2 separate regions of the Cyprinus carpio genome follow, and region 2 is linked to region 1. A link is a contact called in public Hi-C data. All regions are on one chromosome and are shown on one strand. The core of a region is the stretch at or near the end of the contact, and the rest is flanking DNA. Distances in the headings are between cores, read along the strand shown.

Region 1 (7,100 bases), core at 1,326-3,825:
AACATTTCAATAGGGGAGGTTTTGACAGTGTGTGATGTCAACCAATTTCAGTTCCCCTGGCAACAGCATCCCCCGTTGCCAAGCAGCACGGAAAGAGGGAGCCCTCATCGGTGTTCTGAGCAGGTGGTGATACGAGACACCTGCGTCACTGGCCTAAAAATAGCTTGCCTTGAGCTAGGAGAGCATTGTTGGTGACAATCCAGGCCTGAAGTGATTTAGAAGGGTCGCAGGACATTCAAATGGAGGGAAACCAAGGAAATACTTGATATTCACCTCGTCATTACTGAAGGCCCTGCTGGGTGGATGTTCAACTGTAATAGCACCTCTTCTGGGTGTATCCATCTGACCTAATGCACGTAGACAAATACCTTTAAGTAAAACATCTCTTTCTGCAAACAATCAGAAAGGCTGTTCCCAGTTTCACACCCAAAAAAGGTGCATCTAAATCCCGAAACGGTTTATTAAGGATACACAAGTAATCTTTTTGTTTGCAAAGCAATTCTGCCGCCCTTGAATCTTGAAACACCTGAGAGTGGTGGATGTGGATTTATTTTTATTATTTGATTACACCACACACATATTCGCTGACTAGGTACTGCGGTAGGCAAAAGTCGTCAAAGCCATAACATTGGGCAGTTAATAATTTTAGGACTGCGTTAAAATAAGTCTAGAGTGCATCAACCCAACATGTTCAAGTCATACTGAATTTTACAACCCACAATCTGGTCTTATTGAGCTTTTCTTGGTAGGTTCTAACAATGACTAACTCAAATCATCAAAAGAATAAACACAAAGGGCACCATAAAATGTCATGTACCATAACTAGTTTACAGTAGCCTATAGAATGCATCAGACCACATCAGGCACTTTAGTGGATTCATTTTCCAAACAAGCCATTTATAATGAAGAAAATGAATAGAAACTATAAATAAGGCTATTCTTGAAGGCAGAAGGCCTGTAAAAGAACACAGATTCCTCACTAGTATGACACAAATCCTGGAGAATGTCACAAGATTGACATCTCAATGTGACTAAACAAGGTTTGACATGGTGATCATGAGTACATATTATCCATACTTCATTAGCGCACGGGTGAGGCGTGAGGCTTTCTGAAGAATAGAAACACAGACTGGTAAGTATACATAACACTGCAATCTATAGTTGTCTGTTCATCAGTTCACTTCTGACAAAGAACAACTTCCTCATTCATCTTCTGTGTCTGAGTTAACTGGAGGTCAGGGCCATATTTCATGACTGCAAAGCTGAAATACAAGCAGTCAGTGTGAGACAGGTGCAAAAGATGTTTGTATGTCTTTTATTCCCCTCCTTGTCTTTAAATAGCCTATGGTCTGTGGGACATGTTAATCACTGGAAACATTTTGATACTACTTTTTGTCACCGATATAATATTAGAATATTATCAGTTAAATAACTAATGAACCATTTAATCCAAAAAAATGTCTGGACACCTAAGCCACACTTAAAATGTATGGATGTCTTTGCACTAGATAAAAAAATATCAAACATGTGGCATTTATTTTAAAGTAAATATTACAAACACACTTAAAAAAAAAAAATAAGTTGTAAAAGATAAAACAATTATTTCCACATGCCAGTACACTACCATTTAAAAGTTTAGATTTTATAAAGTTTTTTAAAAAAGTAATTTTATTTATTTGTTGAAAAATACAGTAATATTGTGAAATATTATTAAAGTTTAATAACTGTTTTCTATTTTTGGAATATATTTTAAAGTTTTATTTATTCCTGTGATGCAAAGCTGAATTTTCTCCATTACTTCAGCCTTCGGTGTCACATGATCCTTAAAAAAATCATTCTAATATGCTGATTTGGTGCTTAAGAACTATTATTGTTATCAGTGTTGAAAACAGTTGTGCTACTAAATATTTTTATGGAAATAGTGATACACTTTTTTTTCAGAATTATTTATTGAATAGAAAGTTCAAAAGAACAGTGTTTTTGTAATATTAAAAATTTTGATCAATTTATTAATGCATCCTTGCTGAATAAAATTATTAATCAAATGCTAGTGAACAGTGGTGTACGTTTTTGTAGATAATTATTGATGCAGAGAGTATTAACTAAGAGATTACCTATGACAACGCCACCGTTTGTCTTTTAGTTTTGATGTTTCATTCAGCTGTTGTAGGCCTTGCTTCGGTTAATGTTTGATACAATCCACAGGTTCTTATCTAGAAGTCCGAGACAACTTATAGAATCACGTTATGTAAGCTTACCTGTGATGTAAAAAGACCAGATTCTCGCTGACTGAGGACTTTTACGGAAATGAATGATGTTGTTTACATTTAAGAAAACACAACATCATTTTTAAACATTAGCTAGAGTAACTTAATATGATCAGCTTGAATGAGTATCTTGGGTTATCCGTGCTTTTATTTCCATATTGTTACACTACAGTAAAATGTAGACAGCCCGTCGTTGAAATAGTACAGTACACACAGGCCTCTTGTCATGGTCATGCTGTACAAAACACTAATTCTCCATGAAACCACACAGACAAGGAAGAGCCCAACCCTTGATAATCTCCCTTCAGGCCCTGTAATACTCACCACTTAAAGTGGCCTCTCTCTGTGATTAATAGCTTATTTTGTCATGTTTGCTTTACATCTGCGTCATAGACAACAAGGTGTGCCACTAACATATTTTCTTTAATTAAATGGTCTTATATATTTATTTACATAACCAAGACTTATTTCCTCTATTAACTGATTGCAAAAATAATTATATAGGGAAAACAAGCTTAGCACTGGTTTTAAGACAGGGCTTGTAGTTCAGCCCTATATCATATTCAGTGTTGGTGGGGGGTGGATGCCTTGCTCTTTTTAGCACAAGGGACAAATTTACTGCCAGGTCTCTTGTTGCATAAGGACATCTGCATTTGTATGTCGCAGGAGAAATGAAAAGTGTGGGTGGATATTCACAGATGTAAAAATTTCTGGTGCAGACACAAGCCATTCTCGGAAACTTTTTTTCTGTCTCACAGCAAAGACATGTACAAAGAAAATTTATGTAATATGTCTTAGGAATTCAACTGGTTATATAGCATTCATGAACAGTGAGAATGCAAATCTCAAGAGTGACATGAATTGATTCTGCGCCACAAAACACACATTTTACAGCACGCTTCCTAAGAAAAAAAGGGAGAGTGAACCTAAGAATACGATCCCAGATTAGTGAGAGAACCCCAGCCTTAAAAAGAACCATATCATGAGTTGCGCAACAAGCGCCCATCTGTCTTCATACATTTGAACTGGTTCCCTGGAACAGCAGTGGTGTAGCAAGAGAAGCAATGGTGGATACTAAAGACCAGAACCTGCCATGTAAAGTTATATATAAGCAAAATTATCCTTGTTAAAAAAAAACAAGAAAAAAAAAAAAAACAATACAGTGTGTTAAACTTTGGCGCTTTTACTTATATAGATAGAGTAATAGACAGACACAGATAGATACACAGACAGACAGACATAGCTTAAATTAAATAATAATACAGCATAATTAACTTCCTTTTTTCTCGAATTGCTAAAGATGTTCAGCCTTCAGGGTTTCTCTTCAGATCCTAAACCAGAGGGCACATACATTTTTGTACAGCCGCAACCGCCAAAGTCCATAATGACAATGCATTGTCTTCCAATAAAAACAGTGAGCCGCTATGATTAGAGATCTGAGTTCCATCTTTAGTGCTCACAAGTAAAGAGCAGTGACAACAGATCCAAGAAAAACCATGATGATCTACAGCAGTTGCTTGGCCAATTGAACGCTTAGTAAATCTTCATAAGGCATCCATTTGCGTAGCCTTGTGCTACCTATTCCTGTTCAACCACCATGGATTGAATACATTAGATAATATATACCTTCATAATTTCACTCTTGAAAGACATTTTTAAATCAGCATTTTTGACTTTAGTAATTAGCTCTCAAGTAAATTAATGTTTTTTTTAGCCATTTTTCCTGGTAAACAAGAAAAAACTGTCTTTTTCATGAGGTTTATGTTTAGTTAACCTATGGTAATTCAGTTGATCAGTTTATGCCACGCTAACCTCTTCAACCAACATCACGAATCATTAAATTTAATCAGAAAGATATGATTAAGACATGAGTGACTCAGAATCTGTTTGCTATGCCAAGAGGTCACTTTATGAGTCTCGGTAGACATGTACACTGTTTAGATTAATTTACTACCATCTTTGCTGCTGTTTTGAATGAAACAGATACTGTTTGCATTTACACATGAGCTAAATACACTCACCATTAGTAGCTTACGTTCATGTGCAGTTGTTTGTTTGACAGGATGTTTGTCCACACATGGATTAAGCAACCACTTTATTGGAAGACAGTTTGACTTAGCCTGTATTAGACAGGTAAAAACTAGGTTAATGAAAACACTTATCAGGCCTTCCTTTATTGCTGTTGCTCCTGCTATTACCTATTTAATGCACAATGTTACATAACCTATAACATCTCTCTGCATGAAAACGTAACTATTATTTACTGTAAACAGATGTGCTGTTAAAAAGATTTTATCATATATGTTCTAAAAGTAATAGGGAAATAACCAGATAAGCAGATACATAAAACGTCATAACACACGTTGGGAAATTCACTCTCACAAGCGTTTGTGGCAGCTGACCTTTTAACTGGGATTCTATGAGGATTTTGCAGGGTGTTATTATGATAAGCAGATTGTTTTGGACGTCAAAAGGGAGCTTGATTAATGTGTCACTCTCAGATTCATGAGCTGTCATCATGGAACTTTCTGTGCTCTCCATGAATGCACTGAACAAAAATACAGAAGGACTTTAATATCCGGCTCAACTAACATAATTTACCCGGCTATGACTTGCAAAAAAAAAAAAAAAAAAGTTATTTAATTACCCTCATATTGTTCCAAACTGGCATGACTGACTGTCTTCTGTGAAACACAAAATGAGACATTTTTAATAATGTGCTTGTTACCATTTTTCAAATAATGAAAGGAGGTCAAGGATGTCAAGCTCCAAAAATGACAAAAAATTCTCATAAAAGTGATCTGCACTTCTAAAGTCATAAGATCAGATAGCTTTAGTGTGAGGAACAATCTGTAAGTAGTAAGTCAAACAGATTGGGAACAAAAAAGAAGTTGAGTAAAATATGACTGAAATTAATTAAAAAATATTTTTTTTACATTCACAGAACCTAACGCATATTGTTACAGTTGTATTTACAGTTACCTTGCAAATAAATACGCTCTGATGAGTTCAAATGACACAAGAGTCATGTGATTACAGGATCCTGATAAGATATGACCTGCTAACAAACCAAAGGTATGTATTCATGATTCTCCTGAGTACTTTCCACTCCTGTACAATGGACCATGACAACCTTTTTGTTCTTAAAAAAAAAAAAAAAAAAAGCTTTTAGCCAAAATCTTTATTGTACTCTCTTTTTAATTAAATTTCACAATATTATTTAACACTATTACAAACAGTTGATGACTTAAAGGGCAATTTAAAAAGATTTGCAGTGACACTACACTAAAACATTTCAAACAATATTATGTGGTCAGATTTCTTAATCTCTTGTCATACTTACAGAAAAGAGCAGTGTTCCACTGAAGCAAGACAATCAGGTTTGACACGAGGTAAACAACAACACAATTATACAACTGGTTTTGAATGATCAAATGAGAACATTTTAATGGAGCTTCGTTTTAATTCTAGTTGAAGTTACAGTCATTTTGTTGTGTTTTTTTTTAAATTAGTTTTTGCTCTTCATGTCTAGTTTTTATTAATTTTTGTTTTAGTTATTTAACTTTTTTTTTTTTTTTTTTTTTTTTTTTTTTTAGGAAATTTTATTTCAGGTTACAAAATTTTTTTTTATGGTTTTAGTTTGTGGTTTTACATGATCAAATTACATGTGGACAGCTGAGTCAAACCTCAGTGTAACTATTTGACTTAAAACAAGGCTGAAACCTTCACCCTTGAACAGTACATCACAGCGGCATGCAGTGCCGATCCTAGACTTCTGGGGGCCCTAAGCAAAACTTTGTTAGGGGGTAACTCTCTGTGCATTCATAAAAATCCCAAAATGCTCCCCAACCCCTTAACTTATTCTTTCAGAGCAGTTTCAGTCAACAAGCAACAGTGAGTTGAAACAGTGATTTGATTAAAGTAATCAAATGTAAAAATAAAGCACTGCATAGACTTCACCATAAAAATGAAATATAAACTGATTCACAACAAAGTTAGTCAGTCACATTACATGATTAAAGGAAAGGAACGTTCATGTTTTCATAAACGCTGTCCAAAATCAAAAATTAAACTAAAATGAAATCATCGTTGAGGGCAAGGGGCCCCCAGTGTTTCATTGGCCCTACACAACACGCATACTTTGCGTATAAGGAGGATCGGCTCTGGTGGTCTATATAGTGTGTGGGTGGTCTATGGTACTTTAAGGAGGGAAAGATAGACATTTGAGCAAAAATTCGTCCAATATTACGTTCACTTTCAATGGTCACTGCCACATTGGAAGGCAAATGAGAATAATTGTGAGTAAATGCAGTTCACTATCTATTAGCAAGCTTTGTCTAATCCTTTACCTGTCAGACTATTAATCCAATTACAAGTGAAGGGTGATTTGAGTCTCACTGACAAAGCCATTAACAAACCTGCTGCACGCACTGACCTAAACATCATGGCTTACCTTTGTCCCATATCTAGTCCCATTCATTAGCATAGCCAGCTGATTGAGTAGCGACTGATTGACATTAAAATGTTAAGGAAATGAAGACGGCTAAGACCGTATTTGCTTTCACTCCAATTTGGCTGAAGACAATATAGCACTAGGATCTGTTTCAGGGAAATGATTTGATAAGGAAATACCATAAACTTATACATTCCTTTTTAATCTTCTCCATTTGCTTAAATGGGTGATACTTCACCCTTCCGTGATTTATTGTACTTCTCTCTAGGCTTCTAGCTCACGGAAACTAATTGAAAAATCTTCAGAAAAAAACATGCCTGAAAGCAACGTGATATCAGTGTCTTGCTACAGTATACGAGATGGTTGTAATAGTTTTTCAG
Region 2 (7,100 bases), core at 2,271-4,770, 37 kb before region 1:
CTTGTGATGACAAACGTGAATTGTCAGCATCATTACTCTCTTCAGGTCTTCAGTGTCACATGATCATTCAGAAATCATTCTAATATGCTGATTTGGTGCTCATGTTTTTCATTACTATAAATGTTGAAAACAGATTTGCTGCTTAATATGTTAATCTGTGATCATTTTTATTCAGGATTATAAAATATAATAATTGTACTGCCATTTTTTCTCAATTTAATGTACTGAATAAAAGCATTAACTAAAAAATTTTTTTTTTTTTACTGAACCAAACTGCTGAACTGTTTCTGTTGCTATATTAACTACCACTGTAGGTAATATGCAATAAAACCAATAGACTACATCAGAAAACAAAACTATTTGCACTTCAATGACATGTTTTTAACTGACACATGTATACAGTATATATGCAAAACGCTCTGACCTCTCTTTCCTTGCATCTATCGATGAGCGTCTTAGAGGAGGGTGGGAATTGATTGAAGCAGGAGGGAAAAAATCAACAGGAGCATCTTTTTAAAAAAAAAAAAAAAAAAAAAAAAAATCATCTTACATTACTGTTTCCACTTGTACGCTGGACAACTAGAGCAGCAAAACAAACCATGGCACCAGGGTCATGCACCATTCAGATCTGAGAACAACTTTTTTAAAGTTAATTCCTGAATTTAAATTGATGTAGCAAACATGATGCAGAACTGCAATTCAAATTTGAATCTAAGGAAGATAGAAATACATGTGTAGTGTAATGTTTCAAGTATTTAGCTATAGGTTTAAAGAAATACACTACCTTTCAAACTTTGGGGTCAGTAAGAATTTTTTTTAAAGAAATAAATAGTTTTAATCAGAAAGGATGCATTAAATTAATTAAATTTATTAATTTATAATTTATATTAATTCATTTATAATGTTACAAAAATATATTTCAAATAAACACTGTTCTTTTGAACATTTTATTCAAAACATTAAAAAAAAAATCTTACTCAGCCCAAATTTCTGAACTCTAGTGAATGTCTAATCAGTTAGCGTAGATGTGTATTTTAGTGAAAAATAAAAAAAAACATAATTAGTGAAAATGAATGATGCACTTTTGTTTTGCTGTGTAACCAATGAAATTTCTCTGCTGGGTGACTATGTTGATTTTTTAATTTGTAAATTCCACTACCTGTTTAATTTCAGTTTAACTGAACATCCTGCTGGACATGAATTAAAAGCCAATTCTTAAATTCCACCAACAGAAGAACCACACAGTTGCAGAAAAAGTGCATAATCAGAAATGGCTGCATGTTTTGTTATGTGGTATAAGTGCTTCCTCCTAACCACAGTCACATGCACAAGCCCTAACCTCTCCCTCTTCACTTCCCCAGGCGGTGAACACTTGGGGGGTGGAGATGAATGCGTCATAGGGGAAGGAAGACGATCGCTGTTCAGTGCATCTCTCCTAGACAGAATGCACATAACACTCCTCAATCTAAAGGCAGAGTTTTGCAGGGATAGAGGGGCTTTATACAGCACCGGCCTTCTCACCTCTCTCGCTCCTTTTTATTGTTAATAGTTTGTTTCTCTTTTTTCTGCTCACTTTCTCGTTTTTCACTCCTGAGCTCTGCATCGGTTTTCTGTCTTCTGTGTTTTTCATTGAGTTTCTTGTTAAAGTTTATGTCTGGTTTAATTTCCGTTGCTGACCTTTGTGGACTGACGAGATAAACAGGTTATACTTCATTACGCAAACAACAACTCTTTACTCACATCCTCTTTTGCAAAAATTAATGTTAGCATAAAAAATAGGTCACCCGATGGTATGTTTAAAGGAAGAGTTTCCCAAAGCATTCAGTTACACTGTACATAAGCTGTGTCTGGAATACTTCCATGTTTTACCCTGTTATCAGCAAACATACCTGGACTCTCTCTCAGGCGAGGTCCTGTTGGGTGACCCTGATGTCTTGCTTGGATGACTGCCATTCTTCACCTCATTCGACCTCTCAGACGTTTGGTTTTGAGCTGATTCTGACAAAGACATAAAGGCATAAATGCATAAAAACATTACATTTTAAGCCAGACCTTATTTGTTATTTCTTTACAACATGACCCCTACCCAAAAGCTTCTTCCAGTTTTTGATAAGGATCTTTGCCAAGTTGACAACATCCTCATCTGAGCAATGTTTTCTTATTCCGTTGACAGACATGCCAATTCTTGTATCCTGGAACAAAGTAAATCTTAAACGTTAGACAAACAAAACCATGAGATATCAGATAACCACCTACTGTGATGCTAACAAGAGCAGCTGCATTTATGTAATCTATATGATGTGTCATATCTTTTATATTCTTTGCAAGTCTTTTTAAAAAATCTCTATTACATTTCAAATTTAACTTAAATTATAAATCTCTCCATATTATTCTGATATGGATTTTTTTTTTTTTTGCACAGTCCATAATGATTGCTGTTTGTGATACAGCTATAATTCCCTAAAGGAATCAATAAAGTTTGTCAATACAACTGCTCCAGCAGACATACCTGAAGCAGCTTCAGTGTCATGTTGAAATCTTTCAATTCTCTCAGAAGATCTAGAGCTCCGTCCTACACAGACAGGGGGATAGATCATTCTGTTAGTATTTTTTCAAATATTTAATTACATAATAATTGTATTTGTATTAATATAATTTAATGTTTCTTTTATTTATTTTTATATTATAATAACTCAATGTCACTGCTGCAAAATTTCAGGCATTTTTGCATTTGTGTTCCAAAAAAGCAAGTACGAAGACATACTGGAACAACATCAGGGTGAGTAAATTATTGCTTTTCATTTTCAGTTTTGTGTGAACTATCCCTTTAAATTCTGTGCCCGGGCCCCGTGCGCGTGAAAGTATGTGTCGGCCAAAACACAAGCCGTCTTCACGACCTTGTGCCATTTACTACAATACATACATGCGGTTAAGAATTAACAAAAGCTGTCAACAAAACTGTCTATACTGAACACACTTTCGTCCTCGTTCTTGTCGCTGCCCTGAATAAATCTAAAGTAAATCTGCGCAATCCTCAGCCAACACCTGTTGTTACAAATGGGTCTCTGTAGTCCTATTACACACACATTATGGTCTCTCACACTTTTACAAACAAAATTAAACAACGCTTGTGCACGCTTGTATCTGAATGAAATATTATTAAAACAGCCTAAAAACACATGCAAAAAAGGTTAAATGAGTTACTCATTAGCAGCATGCACAGAGATCGCACAAACAAACAGCGTAAAGCGTTGCGTCAAAATTAGGATCTCACCATGTTATTTCTAGACACCATCTTGTCTAGTTTTTTAGCAATCCGCAACAGGTCCTCCTCTCGCGTCATTATGTGCGCATTAATGTGCTTTAAGTGAAAAGGTGATGTGTTTATAATACGTTATGTCACATAAATCTTAATTCAGCTAACGTTAAATGTACTAAGTTTTGTTCCCACGCATAAGTTGCTCCTGCACGGTCAGTTGAGCCGAGGGGGCGGGGCCTTCGGGACAGTCGGAGCTGTCAATCAATCCATCTGGATTTACGACAACTCCTAAATATAGACGATGCCAGGGCGATAAAAGTTGTGTGTTTTTTTAAGAAAGAAATTTGCAGCAGACATGCTATGAACTTTGTAAATTGGATCTGTTAGCTTAGACACGTTTATAAGCATCATTTCCTAATGGGGACACATTGTGCGTGGTAACGCTTTATGAAAAAGACGTTACATGTTGCTATTTTAGCATTCTTGTAGTCTGTTATTTGTATGTTTACTGAATGGTATTTATTTTTTATGGAGTAGCTCGATCTTTCACAACTCTAATTTGTCTGGACATTTGCAAGCATAATCATTTTTCCCGTTATTAAGTCGAAGCATCAGCTAGACAGCGTGTAAAAAATAAAGAGTTTTGGGGCATTTGGTTTACCACACACACACACACACACACACACACACACACACACACACACACACACACACACACACACACACACACACACACACACACACACACACACACACACTCAACAGGTGTTACATGATTTGAGCAGCAGATGGCAGCACGGTGTTATATAATATCAATATCGTGCTGTGGGAAAGCACTGCAGTGGACTCAAAATACATAAAAAATATTATTTTAAACCAAAAAAAAGTTCACCCAGATATTAATATATATTTTACTCACCCTCATGTCGTCTCATGACTTTATTTCTTCTGTGGAACACAAAACGAGATGCTTGGCCAAATACTGGGTACTGATAGTCTTGGTACCCATTCACTTTCACTGCATCTTTTTTCTATACAGTTAAAGAGGCTGTCAACATCCGTTTTTGACGAATTGACATTTTATATTTCCTGTGGTAATATAGAAAGTTTTCATAGACATTAACCCAGAATATTCTTTTAAAATGCACAATTTGGCTTTATTTTGCATTTTGTGGGAGGGTGATATTGGATTTTTATGAACCCTCCTACACTTTTCATCACACTCTTTCTGTAGGAACATTGTGACGTGGGGCCTGGAGGTTTTATTGTTATTCACTCAAATGTGCAAAGCATGTTTGAGAAGCTAAACTAAAGCTCATTCCATCTGGGTGACCTCAGATTAGATCTGTCTAAAATAAGGCAGCAAATATATGGTGGGATTTTTCCCACCAAAATGTGCACAAAATGCACCATCACCATAACACCAACAACATTTCATGGACCTGTATATACACAAATATTCACCACTTACTCTTAACTTACCTTTATAAGTGTACACTTCCGGTCGTCCTCCAATGCCTTCACCCTAAATAACCTCTATGGCTTCTATGGTTGCATAAATTATATAAAATTATCAACATACTTTTAAAATGTGCTGAATTACAGCAGGTTTCTGGGAAACAGATCTATCATTACCCTCTGCAAGCACCCCACATCAGTCAGCAACTGCAACCGGTTCTCAACAGCAACAGACAGACAACAAGTAGAACTTGCCTGGAAGGCCTGGTTTTCAAACCACAAAGAAAAAGGGAGGAGAAAAAAAGAAAAGACTTAAAAAATGGTTTTCCCTTTGATGACCTCCCGCTTCAATTTTATGACAAAATAATGAATCCACCAGTACCCACCTACAGTGTCTTCTCAGAGAGTTTGCGGTGTCTCTACCAATTATAGACACAAGACGCCGGACTCCGGCAATTATGGAGAGTCTGAGATGACATCAGACCAGAAAATGAATGATTTCACCGTGCTTCAGTTTTTTTTAGGCGCAGAGAGCCCCTGTAATAAAATGCAAAGATGCTAGGCTGGATTGCCACGGCATGCACACCAGCCTCTGGTTAAGAGCATATTTATAAAATCTCAGCAAAAGAACTTTTTTTTTTTTTTGGTTACGTTGGATAGTTCTGAGCATGTTTGTGTGCCAATATCTTTAAAGGAATATTTTCTGAGGATTTCAAGGCACTCGCATGCCAGGGTCAGAACTAGTGCTTTGTATACAGTATGTCTGGTTGAAACCACAAAGGTGTGATTGTCATTACAACTGAGAACAGATGTATATTAAAGGAATAGTTCACCCCAAAATAAAAATTTGCTGAAAATGTACTCACCCTCAAGCTATTTGCTGATCAATGGATGGATGTCGTCAGAATGAGAGCTAATTAAAAACATCAAAATAATCCACAAGTAATCCAAATGTCTTCAGTCCATCACTTAACATCTTGTGAAGTTAAAAGCTGCATGTTTGAAACAAATCCAGTATTAAGGCATTTTAAATATAAACCATTGCTTCTGACTGAAATATGAGTTAATAATTCATAATAATGCTTCCTCTAGTGAAAAAGTCCATCCCTTGGGGTCCTGCCACATAAAAAAGAATTGTTTAGAACTCTTTTAGACTATTTTCACTTATGCTTGATCTGCATATTTCTCTGCTGAATGAAGACAATATTAGGGATAGAGGACTCTCATTTTAGCCTGAAGCAAGGGTTTGTTAAAGATGAATTTGTTTATTATAAACACACAGATTTTTCCTTCACAAGATGTTAACTGATGGACTGGAGTTGTGTGGATTACTTGTGGATTATTGTTTATTATTGCATTATTTTTATCAGCTATTTTAACTCTTATTCTGACGTGAAGTAATGAAATGCTAAATTTCACCAAATCTGTTCGGATGAAGAAACAAACTCATCAACATCTTGGATGGCCTGAGGGCGAGTACATTTTCATTTTTGGGTGAACTATTTCTTTAACAATGTTTCATTCAGCATAATTAGCCTGATGTAGCTCACATGCTACAAACCATTTTGAACAACATGACCAGACACTAAATGTCACTCGCTCATGATTCCAGCATGCTGTCATACACATCAATTGCTTCAAAAAGGGAACTTGCAATTGACAAGACATGCCTTTGTGACTCAGACAATAAACTCTATAGACAGTTAAAGGCAGAAGTGTGTTAGTGTGTAAATCCCCTCTTACTCTCATTTCCCTACCTATCTGCCATTAATCCTTTAGTGAGAACATCCACATCCCCTTGCATAGCATACACTTTTCCTGCTGCCAAATTCAAAGCATTTTTTTCCACCTACAAACCCAGTTTCACTTATTTCTTAATCAGCTTAAAAGGTACTAATCAGCTTGAGAGTTTCACTGAGGTGAAATCTTTTAAACTGGCATTGAAAACAACTTCTAGTCTCACATTGTTGTCTTTTGAATGTTGCACAAGGCAGTTTCCGGAAATATTTATTTGTATTTTTTAATAAAATCTTAACTAGTGTTCAAAGACTTGGGGTCAATATATATCTTTTTTTCTCCAGCAAGGATGCATTAAACTGATCAAAAGTGACTGTAAAGACTTTTACATTGTTACAAAAGATTTCTGCTTCATAAATGCTGCTCTTTTTACCTTTCATTCAATTGAAAATAATTCTGAAAAAACATGTATCATGGATTTTCACAAACATATTAAGAACCACACCTGTTTTCAACAATGATAATAATAAGAAATGTTACTTGAACACCAAATCAGCAAGTGATTTCTGAAGTATCATGTGACACTGACTGGAGTAATAAAAAGAAAAAAGCTTTTCCGTAACAGGAATGAATTACGTTTTAAACT

Evidence for each region. Hi-C and Micro-C count contacts between places; a contact is called where the count stands out from the background.
Region 2: a contact with region 1 is called in a Hi-C map of skeletal muscle, with 2.0 times the contacts expected there. The contact joins the promoter of LOC109106131 here to the enhancer-like site in region 1. A contact is called at or near these places in 6 of 8 Hi-C or Micro-C datasets (liver and skeletal muscle).

The regions. Positions count from the first base shown.
Region 1 is chrA16:14,132,121-14,139,220 of ASM1834038v1, reverse strand. No RefSeq gene overlaps it. Among protein-coding and RNA genes, the nearest start is that of LOC109050564, 4.8 kb to the left of the region's middle. Within about 2 kb of position 2,575, at least 1 of the 8 cell types and tissues checked has an H3K27ac peak or open chromatin away from gene starts, as enhancers often do. A contact at or near this core is called in skeletal muscle, where this site is marked.
Region 2 is chrA16:14,169,958-14,177,057 of ASM1834038v1, reverse strand. It overlaps LOC109106131 (serine/arginine repetitive matrix protein 1-like), which reads right to left and starts at 3,520. Exons shown (of 23, transcript XM_042772831.1): 1 at 3,275-3,520; 2 at 2,510-2,572; 3 at 2,087-2,192; 4 at 1,890-1,998; 5 at 1,522-1,686; 6 at 1,339-1,435; 7 at 425-513. The coding sequence starts at 3,343.